Regions from separate parts of the Mus musculus genome. Here region 2 is linked to region 1. A link is a contact called in public Hi-C data. All regions are on one chromosome and are shown on one strand. Each heading gives the region's core, a stretch centred on a gene start, on an enhancer-like site or on the middle of the called end of the contact. The rest is flanking DNA. Distances are from core to core; before and after follow the strand shown.

Region 1 (6,287 bases), core at 1,396-3,895:
AGGTCTCAGTGTGGACATATGGGTCTGGGAAATCAGGAGGGTGGGCTCAGATGAGATTGCATGGCTCCGACTATGTGCCATGTGGGTATCCCGACCTGTGGATTTAGGCACAAACTGGAACATGACAAGCTGCAGGTGAACTCAGGCAGGCTCCATCCTCTCTGGTGATAATGTGAGCCAGTCACTTGACTGTTCTGCTCCTTGGTCCTGTCTGTGATGGAGGAAATGGCAGAAGCTGGCTCATGGAAGTCTGGTGGTGGATGAGTCAGGTTTTTTTCTTTTTACAGAGCTCTTTGTGCTGTGTTTGGCCAGCAACAAGCACTGGTATGTCTATTTCCCATTATGGCTCCCAAGAGTATAAAGAATATCCAGTTAAAGATAGGATGGTATTCTTGGTCTGCATTTAATGGATGAAACACTGGCATATTTGGGGTTGAAGATGTAGCTCATTTGTAGTTGTAGTGTACATTGTACACCTGGCCATACATGAAGCCCTGGGTTCGATCCTCAGCATCCCATAACTGTGGACATGCCCATTCTGGTACCCATACGGTAGATGCAGGAGAATCAGAGTTCAAGACTCTCCTCAGCTACACAGCAAGTTCAAGGCTAGCCTAGGATGCAGGAGTCTCTGTCTGAAACTAACAAGGAACAAAGCTACTAGCATTTTAATTCATCCAGTTTTTTTTTTAAATATAATGTTTCAAGATAATGCTGTCAGCCAAGTTTTTGCACAATATGAAGGACACCAGTGGGCCACTAGAAGGTGAAAATGGTTGGCTCAATAACAGCAGAGTTGTGAAATTGCTTTGTGAGCTGTGCCTTTCAGGACTTGGGTGTCTGAGCTTCAAAAGATGGCCCTTTGCAAATAGACAGACTTCCCCCCAGATTCCTGGGTTCACAGCAATCCACAGTTCACCAAGGCAGTTTGCTCAACTCTAATTAGGAAGCTGATTGCTGGTTGGCCCTGCACAAAGGACTTTTAATTAGAGCTGAGAACGCTTAGAAAAATCCACTTGGCAAGTCAACTCCCTCCCTCTATCTCTTTTTTAACATCTCGCCAAGATCACAAGGAGAGACGGGGCTTAATTACAGTTGGTGTATATATCTTTAAGAAAAAAATACATTAAGTGCTTTAAAATAGGCTCTCTTGGCTCTGTGATCACAAGGATTTTACTCACTTCTTATCCCTGATTGGTCTCATTCTCAGTTGCAGATGAATCAGACACATTTTGAGCAGCTTTAAGATATGCTTTTCATCCGAAGCCAAGTAGGCAAATGGCAGTGAATTCCCAAGCTCTTCCGGATGATCTCATAGGTTCCTCTGGCTCCACTTTGGGCCGTTTGCACTCTATGATGCTCTTATCTTCAACAACCCCCCACCCCCGGTGTCCCGAAAGAGGCTACAGTGCAGGCCAGGCAAGGTGTCCCATTGTCTAGACAGCCAGAGTAAGCCCCATAGTATGTGCAGGTGGCCACTGTCAATTGACAAATAAGAATAAGTAGAACCTATCAAATAGAGTGAGCCAGGTCCTGGAGTCTGTGACAGCAAGAAGAGAGCCCAGGAGATAGATGCTGCTCTTAGGACCCTCGTGAGAGCACATTCGTTGCCTGAGGCACTGCCAACCTCTCATTAAGTCTCCCAGTCTGACAACAGGAGACTTGAATGTCCCATAAATCCATTTGAACTTGGCATGGGCAGCTAGAACTTTTAAATTATTTATTTGAAATATCTGGTAGTGCATGGAGCAGCCGAACTCGGTGTCATGGATGAAGGGGTTGATTCTAGAAAGCTCCTATTAGCCACTTGGTTGTGTGAGGTCTCCCAGCAAAGGCATGCAGTTTCTGTTCCCTTCATTTCTAACTTCCCCTCAATGATAAAATCCCTTTAGTCTAATCTCTGTGACCTGAGGCTCTGCTGCCAGCATGCCCTTTTCTTCTTCTTCTTCTTCTTCTTCTTCTTCTTCTTCTTCTTCTTCTTCTTCTTCTTCTTCTTCTTCTTCTTCTTCTTCTTCTTCTTCTTCTTCTCCTTCTCCTTCTCCTTCTCCTTCTCCTTCTCCTTCTCCTTCTCCTTCTCCTTCTCCTTCTCCTTCTCCTTCTCCTTCTCCTTCTCCTTCTCCTTCTCCTTCTCCTTCTCCTTCTCCTTCTCCTTCTCCTTCTCCTTCTTCTTCTTCTTCCTCCTCCTCTTCCTCCTCCTCCTCCTCCTCTTCTTCCTCCTCCTCTTCCTCTTCTCCTCTTCCTCTTCTTCTTCCTCTTCCTCTTCTTCTTCCTCTTCTTCCTCCTCCTCCTCTTCCTTTTCCTTTTCCTCCTCCTTTCCTTCTTCTTCTTATTTCCCAGCTTACTATTTATGCTTGATGCAGAATTAAGAAACTAGAAAGATGCCACTGGCTTCAGAAAGGGAACCGTCGATCATCCTTGAGCCCTGCCAGCTCTTTCAGACTTCTTAGGCAGGCGTGGTGCTTCTGTGCAGACTTTTGGGCTTATCTCTGGGGAATGAGCTTACAATACAGGAGCATCCCTCCCGTGGTCCACTAGGATATTAAAGTCCTCTGCCTCCTGCTCTAGGGCAGCCGAGCGAGGCATGGGATGTCAGTTGCACTGGACTCTGGGGCCCATGTATTTCTCGGAGAGCACCTTCCTTGGGTCACTCTGCTTCTGCAGTAGCTGTGCAACAAACGCGTTGAGTCATTCTGTGGTAACAGTCATGAGCCTCAAAACTGATTAAGAGTAAAGGCGATATTGGAAGGAGGAAATCAGTCTAATTAAAGCCAGGCGGGCTTCCCAGATCTGTGGCTGATTTACTGAAATGTTCCTTTACATGGCTCTTTCCCCATTTTTTTCCTTTACTTTTTTATTGATTTACATTTCAAGTGTTAGCCCTTTTCCAAGTTTCCCCTCTGCAAACACCTCATCCCATACTCCCCTCCCCCTGCTTCTATGAGGGTGCTCTCCCACCTGCCAACCCACTCCCACCTGACCACCTTGGCATTTCCCTACACTGGGGCATGGAGTCTTTCCAGGACCAAGGGCCTCTCCTCCCATTGATGCCAGATAAGGCCATCCTCTGCTACATATGCTACTGAAATTCTTTGGTTGGTGGTTTAGACCCTGAGAGCACTGGGTGGGCAGGGGGGTCTGGTTGGTTGATATTATTGTTCTTCCTATGGAGTTGCAAACCCCTTTAGCTCCTTCAGACCTTTCCCTAACTCCTCCATCTTAAGAGAGATCAGACATCTATTTACCATGTTAGGTTCTTCATGCTATTAAAAATAATCGTATTTATGAGTTCTTCTTTCCCAACTGCCAAGAACCCAACCTAGAATTCAGCACCAACTCTTCAGATGCTCTGGGAAGGAAAATATCATTACCACTTTTACAGATGAAGGAAGCTGAAGCCCAGGGAGACTGTTTTGCCTAAAGGTGAAAGTGTTTTAATCCTAGACTTTTATTTTTATCTCTTTAAATGTCTTCCTGACAGTGGTAATGAGCTTGGAACCCTCATCAGGAGAAAACCCTGTCTGAAGCCTTGTTTATAAAATTATTTCAATAAAATCCACCATCAGATTGTCTGGGGTGGGTCTTCAAACCAAGTGGCTTCCTTAATGAGCACACTCATCAGGGCAGCAGAGCCTTGTTACCGGTTTCTCCCACACGTGGTCCAGGCAGGTGGTAAGGCTGGTACAAATTCATTAGTACTAAAGACCAGAGTGCTAGAAGGTTTGAGGCTAGAATCTGGTTCATTTCTCATTTGTTTAATTATCTTAAAGGTTAGGTGGAGAAGTGTTTGTGGCAAGGAACAATGTGACTTCAGCGAGCAAAGGCTATCCCGCATCCCCTTGTTACTGCAGAGGCCACTGGAAGTTGACGGCTCATCTGGCTGTGGCCTCCTAATTGGCTGTCTCTCTGCCTCTGCTATCCTGCTCCGGAGGACTCCCTGTCTCCCACACTTACACTACACAGATCACTGGACTCTGAAAGAAGGAAGTCCCAGAGGGGCATTGTTATCCGGAGCCCTTGGCCACTGTATTTCCCTGAGTCCTGTTGCCAGCGTGCATCTAGCATTTTGTGCACCATAGCACCTTGGTCACTAACAAGACATGAGTGACGGATGCATGAGACCACGCTGGAGCAACGGTGTGGCTAGGTTGTCAGAATGCTCCACCAGTCAGAGGTGGTAAACTTGTTCTCAGTCCTAAAGACCCAGCATTGTGTACATCCCTGCGCAAGGGTGTGTGCGCAGGCACACACACACACACACACACACACACACACACACTCCCACATTAGCTCAGTTGCCCCTGTGCTTTCTGCTGAATCAGAAGAATTTACAGAAATATAGGCCTCTCTGTTGCCTACCTTGCCTAACAGAAGGACCATACTACACAGTTTCTTCTTTCCTCTGTGAAAGTGCACTGGACGTAGAAAGCATTGAGCAGCAGAAAATTTGACCACCACCATGCGCCTCGGAGGAGGAAGGGTTCAGTTACTGAGATAAAGGTTTCTCCATTTAGGGTTAGTGCACAACACTTAGACCCCACTTTTTTTTTCCGTTTAATGTTACTCCTTGAGTATCTTCCCGTGTCATTAAGCAGTCTTCACAGCCTTCATTCTTGTCATGTGCGTGGATTCCATTGTATAATGTGCTAGGATTTCAGGGCCCCTCACGTTGGACTTCAGGTAGCACTCTGCTTCATGGTTATCATAGGAGACTTCTACAATGCACAGACCCTCCTTTTCTTTGCCACATGTGTATTTTTGGAGGGATGGGGTTATCAAATGAAACTAAGCCCATTCAAAATTTTAAAATTCTCTGCATGCTTGCAAAAGGTGCAACCCTGAGTTATAACTGAAAGTTGTGTGTCACACATCTGTCAAATCGAATCTTTGCTGCACCGAACTTCAAAAATACAGTTTTGCAATTACTATCAAGTTTAGGACAGTTTTAAAGAGTCCTAATTTTAGGGCAGTTTCTACTGTCCTTAGACTTCCTTCTTTTCATTTATAGTCATTTCCCATTATTACACCTGTCTCTAAAAGCCATCGACCTGCTTCTGTTCTGCCTAAGTTTGTCTTTTCTTGATTTTTTTTTTTATGTCTTGAGACAAGGTCACACCATGCAGTACTGATTCTCCTGGAACTCAATATGTAGACCAGGCTGGACTCAGACTCACAGAGATCCACCTGCCTCTGCCTCCTGAGTGCTGGGGTTAAAGGTGCAAGCCATGTTTCATAGACATGAACTAATGTATTTCGCAGCTAGGCTAGTTTCTTTTCATTTACCATAGTGTTTCTGATGTTTTCATTTTTGCCTGTATCCACATGAGATTCGTTTTGTATTGATATAAGGTATTCTTTGATATGGATATGATCCAGTTTGTTTATTCTGAATTGTGTGAAGTGTGGGGTCCTTATGATGTGCTGTGATAGCAGCACAATACTCTGCATCTCACAGGCATGGTTACATTCATTAGAGTCACAGGTGTCACTCTCTGGGTCCTCTAACTTTTGAAAGGTGTCTGCCAACTCCTGAATGGATATGTCAAACTGGAAAGATTTTAAACCTCGCTTATTTTCTTGAACAAGAAATATTACATAACATAGAAATCGCTGGGGCTGGAGAGAAGTGCATTTGAGACCATCTAGAGACTGCCATATCCAGGGATCCATCCCATAATTAGCCTCCAAACGATGACACCGTTGCATACACTAGCAAGCGTTTGCTGAAAGGACCCTGATAGAGCTCTCTCTTGTGAGACTATGCCAGGGCCTAGCAAACACAGAAGTGGATGATCACAGTCAGCTATTGGATGGAGCACAGGGCCCCCAATGGAGGAGCTAGAGAAAGTACCGAAGGAGCTAAAGGGATCTGCACCCCTATAGGTGGAACAACATTATGAACTAACCAGTGCCCCGGAGCTCTTGACTCTAGCTGCATATGTATCAAAAGATGGCCTAGTCGGCCATCACTGCAAAGAGAGGCCCCTTGGTATTGCAAACTTTATATGCCCCAGTACAGGGGAACACCAGGGCCAAAAAGGGGGAGTGGGTGGGTAGGGGAGTGGGGGGGAGGGTATGGGGGACTTTTGGGATAGCATTGGAAATGTAATTGAGAAAAATACGTAATAAAAAAAAAAAGAAAATAAAAGAAATTGCTGGGGCTGGAGAGAAGTGCATTTGAGACCACTTGCTGCTCTTTCATAGGACCCAAATTCATTTTCCAGTACCCATGTCAGGCAACTCACAGCTATCTACACCTGCCTATACACACACACACACACACACACACC
Region 2 (6,287 bases), core at 1,560-4,059, 410 kb after region 1:
ACCTATCTTGTGGTAAGGAAAGACATTAGCTAGTGAAAACAAGTCTGATATGGTGGCTGGCTGCAGTTACTGGTAACCACTGCATGTTATGGATACACAGGTAGTCAGGAGAACATTGATTATTATGCATCCAGTTCCCCAGTGAAACTTGTCTTTAATGAAAGTAGTATTGATACAGCAGGTTTTAATGCTCTTGGGGTTTTCTCTCTTTTGTTTCCTTTAAGAATTATTTTATTTATTTTATGTATATGAGTACACAGTAGCTGGTTCGGACACAACAGAAGAGTGCATCAGATCCCATTACAGATGGTTGTGAGCCATCATGTAGGTGCTGGGAATTGAATCAGGGCCTCTGGAAGAGCAGTCAGTGCTCTTAACCACTGAGCCATCTCTCCATCCCTAGGGACATCTCTTAAATAATACTTGCCATCCTGTCTAACAGGGGCATATGGATTGCTACCATAATGCATGTTTTTACCAAGTGGGCCATCTCTTCAGCTCTGCTTCTGGTCTTCTGTTGGTTCTGTGTTCCCTTGCTGTAAGGCCTTCATGCTCATTTCTCTGGCCATCCCTGTCTCTATGTCTCTCATCCTCCTCTGACTCTGGCCACCCACAGCTGCTCCTCTTGAGAGCCTGGCTGTTAGGGTTTCTGTGCCCTGCATTTCTAACAGTACAGCCTTCTTTCATCTTCTATAGTCCTCTCAGCTCTGAAGAAATATCTTTTAAGATTCAGTTCAAAGTGACTTCACCCCTAAGTGTCCACAACCTGCAATTGTAGAATCACCTGCTCCTTCCTTAGCCCATTGCCCCACCCAACATTGCCCCTTTGACCAACACAGAGCTGTCACCTGTCTCCCTTCCACAACTACACTCTGAGACTTCTGATGGAAGGGATGGTATTTTAACCATACCATACACCACTTATAATCACGATTAGTATAATTTTTTTTAATTTATTTATTTTTATTTTATGTGCATTGGTATTTTGTCTGCATGCATGTCTGTGTGAGGGTGTCAGCTCTTAGAGATACAGACAGTTGTGAGCTGCCATATAGATTCTCTCCCAGGTCCTCTAGAAGAGCAGTCAGTTCTCTTTACTAGGTAAGACATCTCTCAAAGCCCCATAGTGAATTTTTCTATAAATTTATTTTATTAATTGAATGGCTATTATTTATTATTATTCACTTCAATTATGTATTATTCAATTATTAATTAAATAAGTTTAACTGAATGTAATAAATGAATGGATTGAATTTTTCATAAATTAATTTCTCTCTCAAGCCACCTCTCTTTTAATACACATATACATATGTCTCATGTATGATGAAAGAAGAGTGAGGAGGTGAATCAACATGGCTGCTTTTACTTACCATCGATGCTCTGTGCCCAGTGGCAGACGGCAGAGGTGATGGGCTATTTTCTCCGTGTGAAAAATCCAAGCAGGAACTATTCAGAGACCGTGAGCTTCCTGAGTCACTATGCCGTTGTCCCTTTTCTGACATCAGCCTCGATAGAAAGCTGGCCTTGCGACTTCCTGGGCCTAATCTGTCTGTCCAAACCCCACTCTCTCTTGCACTGCCGTCACTGCCTTGGAAGTGACTCTGGCGATCTGTGAGAGATCTCCCTGAAGCTTCTGGGCCCTGGGATCGCTCCCAGGTTTCTAACGCAGATGATGGACGGTGTTGAGAAGCCGTCATTGTACCGAACCAAGACTGAGACATTGCATTCTTGGGGCCAAAGACAGAATGGCACGGTTGCTGTCCAGGGTGCTGAATTCTGGCACTGCGGTCATGTGGGCAGGGGCTGTGGACGTGGAGCTGTGCACAGCTCTCAATTTTCTCAGCCCAGTCTCTTTTGCCACAGGATACATCTACCTCAAGTTGCCTGGGGTGTGGAATTTGCCACATGCTTTTAGACCGTGGTATATTGACTCGGATGACTTGCTGTTTATTGTTGGCTTGAAGTAGTGAGATTCTTTCAGGTAAAGAAGAACAGATCATACACTGCTGGGTCCCTGAGTAGTTTGTTGAATGGAATGGAGGGCCTGTTTCGTTCTCAGTGTTCCCACTGCTGGATTTGCCATCGAGTGCCCTCATGATTTTCCTGATGCCGAGATGAAATATTTCCAGGATATTGAGTAACAAGGAGATGGCTGCAATGCTGTGCATGAAAAGCATGAAAATGGTCTTCTCTGTGGGCCTGGAAACAAAGCAGTCCACTGAATTGGGGCAGGGGGCTTGGGTGCACTTGTAAATGGGGTGCATTTGAAACCCATAGAGAATATATTGGCCTATCATGAACCCTACTTCTAGCACTGATCTGGTCAGGATGTGTAAGACATAGGTGCGCAGCAGACATCCTTTCAGAGGGACTTTATGAATCCTCTTCTGCTCCTCGAGTCTCCTCAGCTCTTTATCTACCCTTTGTTGCTCCTCCAGGTCGAGCTCTGGATTCTCCATCTGGGCTCTAAGGTATAACTTCTTCTTCTGCCTCTGCTTCTCAAAGTCCCTGAGTCTATAAAGGGCATGGCCCATATACACCAAAGAAGGGGAAGACACAAAGATGATCTGCAAAACCCAGAATCTGATCAAAGAGATGGGGAAAGCATCATCGTAACAGATATTGTTGCAACCGGGCTGCTGGGTGTTGCAGGCAAAGGCGGACTGCTCATCATCCCAGACGTCCTCAGCAGCGACACCAAGTACCAGCATTCGGAAGATGAAGAGGATGGTCAGCCAGATCTTCCCCACTATAGTGGAGTGGGAGTGGACTTCCTCTAGGATGCCACCCAGTAAATTCCAATCTCCCATGGTTAGGAAGTCACATCTGAAACATACAGAAGCAAGGAGGCTAATAAAACAGAGGGACGTCACTTATAAAGGGGCATGCTCATGAGTAGCACAGACTCTTGGCTCAAGTCAACACAATTCCTGACAGCAACTTCATACTTGAAGAAACTGGAATTTTCCGAGGAGTATTAGTTTCTGAACAAAACACTGACCCCCTATAATCTAACTCAGTTTACTTCTTATCCTTTTCTTGGCCATATGCAGTTCCCTTTCATTCTAGGATACCCATTAGTTTCCGTATTTGTACAATGTATTCCACAGTCTTGCTTATTTTTCTATTTATCTGAGAGGCCCATTCATCTCACATCTAGCACGATCTTAAGATTCAAATACTCTAGAACTTTTCTCTAAGGAGGCCAACCCCCACCTACTTTCCCCTTTTCTAAGCTTCCACTACCACTCATTGAGCATTTAACCTAGAAGACTGTTGTGGTGTTTTCATTTTCTGTCTCATTTCCTGAAAAGGTGCGCCCCCTGCAAGTAGAGTCTCTCCATGGTGTCTGGATCTCTCTACACAGATGATATCAATATATTCCCTTGAGTCTTTCATGAAATAACTGTCAACAGGGAAAGCAAAGTAGGATCTCCTCATATACCACACGTGCTACCATTGTAAGATGAAGCACTTGTAAAGAGAAATCAGCCAGGCAAATCCTTGGGAGCTGCTTCAGGTCAAGTTAGTGGTAATGTTGAGGCAGTCACAAAAACAGTGCCACTAAAACACATCTGGAAAGCCAGGTCTTCATTGAAAATTTTCTTGGTTTTTCAAGACAGAATTTCTCTGCATAACAGCCCTAACTGTCCTGGAATCCACTTTGTATAGCAGACTCGTCTCAAACTCAGAGTTGCCTGCCTCTGACTCCCAAGTGCTAGAATTAAAGGGCTGTGCCACCGTGTCTTGTGTCTTTATGGAATTCTTGCAAACTTGGAAAAGTTAGTATAAATGGTTTCTCTAGAAAGCTTGGAGTCTAGGAAATAATCAAGGTATAAGTGTCATACACAAGTTACTGTTTTTTATCCTGGAAAAACTATGTTTTTCAAGGTTCAATTAGATCAAAACACTCAAAACGCTGTCTTAGGGTTTCTATGGCTGCTATGAAAACACCATGACCAAAAAGCAAGTTGGGAAGGAAAGGGTTTGCTTACTCAGCTTATACTTCCAGATCATAACCCATCATTGGAAAAAGTCAGGACAGGAACTCAAGCAGGGCTGGAACCTGGAGGCAGGAGCTGATGCAGAGGCTATGGAAGGGTGCTGCTTACTGGTCTGCTTTTCATGGCTTGCTCATCCTGCTTTTTTCTAGAACCTAGAACCACCAGCCTTGGAATGGAATCATCCATAATGCACTGGGCCCTCCCCACATCAATCACTAAAAAACCACCTTACAGCCAAATCTTATGGAAGCATTTTCTCAATTAAGTTTCCCTCCCCACAGATAGCTCTAGTTTGTGTGAAGACTAGCCATCATGATAACCTAAAGATTTCTAATATGTGGAAGGCTTTTTAGATATGAAAATCATAGGGTAAAATGTAATTAAATTGAAGTAGACAATTGTAAGGAACAAACAAAAGAAACTTATTCTAAGTACTACTATTTTGCTTTAAGACTATATTTAACCATAAGAAGAAACTAAATTCAAGGTCCCATGCCGTAGGAGAGCTGGGTACTTCCCCATAGCCAAGCAGCCTCTGGTGTAAACAGTTGTCTGAGTCCAGATATCTCAGGGGCAAATTGTATGGAGACAGTTGTCTGAATCCACCCATCTCAAGGACAAATTCCCCATCTTGCTGGCAGGGTCAAACAAGTTCAAGTTCCTACACCTAGGAAAGAACTTCTGTCCCACTTCTCCAATGTTTTCTTAATCATCTGTTAACCAGTAAAAAAATATGGAAACTGCTATTACCTAAACCAGGGTACATAAACTATAAAATATATATCCAATTGCCTGTTATACCCTAATTGACTACGTGCTGCTTGCCCACTTCTTTGCTCCCTTATCATTCTAAAATTCCAGTCCAGAGTCCAGGAGGGGACCTGGCTGCAAAAGCTGAATTAGAACCTTGAAGCCAGGTGTCCTGGATGCATCCCAGTCTCTAACTGGTACTTCCTTGCTTAACCCAGCTTAACCTGTAATGTCAAAATAAAGCTGGATAACACAGCAGCTCCCCCAGCTCCTCCCAGCTACCCACTTGCTTTGTGCTCCCATCCTTTAAAAATGTACCATCTCCTTTCTGGGAAGCAGTTCAGATTCTGAAGTGGCCACCTCCCTGAGCACTCAGAAAACAAAGCTTTCATTTTTAAGCTTCTATCTCTGAGATGAGTTTTCTCAGCTTCCATCCTGAAACCAACAACCGTGGCATAATTTTTAATTTTTAAATTCATCTCTTCAGGGCTGGAGAGTTGGCTCAGAGGTTAAAAGCACTGTCTACTCTTCCAGAGGTCCTGAGTTCAATTCCCAGCAACTGCATGGTGGCTCACAACCATCTGTAATGAGGTCTGGTGCCCGCTCCTGGCTTGCAGGCATAAGTGCAGGCAGAACATTATGCGTAATAAATAAATAAATAAATAAACAAACAAACAAATCTTTTAAAAAATTCATCTCTCCAATATTTTTCTGAAGTGTTACCTCTACCTAGGCATTATCTCAGAAGCCACAAACTCAACCATAGTCATGGTATATATGAGGTGTGGGACACACATATATTGTAATTTCACCTGAAAAACCAAAAGGAATTGGAAACTCACTATTATTCCTCACATAAATTAATCTGTAGGTTGTTGTAAGACTTTTAATCACTGAATAAAATAAAATTCCATAAATGTACACATATACAATGTATAAGAGATATATGATTATATAAGCATATATATGAGTATATACATGATCACATATATATATGTGTGTTTATATATGTATACATGTGTATATATGTATGTGTGTATATATGTGTGTATACATATACATACATACATACATACATATATATGTATGTATACACACACACATACATTTTGTGTGTGTGTGTGTGAGCATGGAAAGGAAGTCGAGGAGTATGGATATGGGAAGAATTAGAAGGGAGAAAGAAGAGGCAGGAGAGGTAGAAAACAGGTAAAAAAGAAAAGAAAGGGACAACGGGTTTCTAAGAAAATATGACTGGGACTGGAAGATGGCTTTGGTTTTGGTTATGATTGAATTGGTTCCCAGTACCCACAGAGTAGATTACAACCATTCATAACTCTACTCTCAAGAGATCCACTCTCTTCTGACCACTGTGTGAACCAAGCCTGGAAGTGGTGCACAGACACAGCCAAGCAAAACATTCATACACATAAAATAAATGTTTTTTATAAAAGAAAATATTATTTTATTTAATAAAAACATTTATGTAAACCTTACCTGTTTTCATACATATATATGAAGAAAATTTTAAATAGA

What was found. A called contact is a pair of places that touch in the nucleus more often than the background predicts.
Region 2: a contact with region 1 is called in a Hi-C map of bone marrow-derived macrophages, with 15 read pairs. The contact joins the promoter of Gja10 here to the enhancer-like site in region 1. A contact is called at or near these places in 3 of 39 promoter capture datasets (the C10 cell line, cranial neural crest and liver), 1 of 484 Hi-C or Micro-C datasets (bone marrow-derived macrophages), 1 of 115 datasets of contacts at active chromatin or transcription factors (bone marrow-derived macrophages) and 2 of 9 other capture datasets (adipose tissue and macrophages).

The regions. Positions count from the first base shown.
Region 1 is chr4:32,187,991-32,194,277 of GRCm38.p6, forward strand. No RefSeq gene overlaps it. Among named protein-coding and RNA genes, the nearest start is that of Gm42266, 4.3 kb to the left of the region's middle. Within about 2 kb of position 2,646, at least 3 of the 459 cell types and tissues checked have an H3K27ac peak or open chromatin away from gene starts, as enhancers often do. A contact at or near this core is called in bone marrow-derived macrophages, where this site is marked.
Region 2 is chr4:32,599,573-32,605,859 of GRCm38.p6, forward strand. It overlaps Gja10 (gap junction protein, alpha 10), which reads right to left and starts at 2,810. Exons shown (of 1, transcript NM_010289.2): 1 at 1,293-2,810. The coding sequence starts at 2,810. The coding sequence ends at 1,293.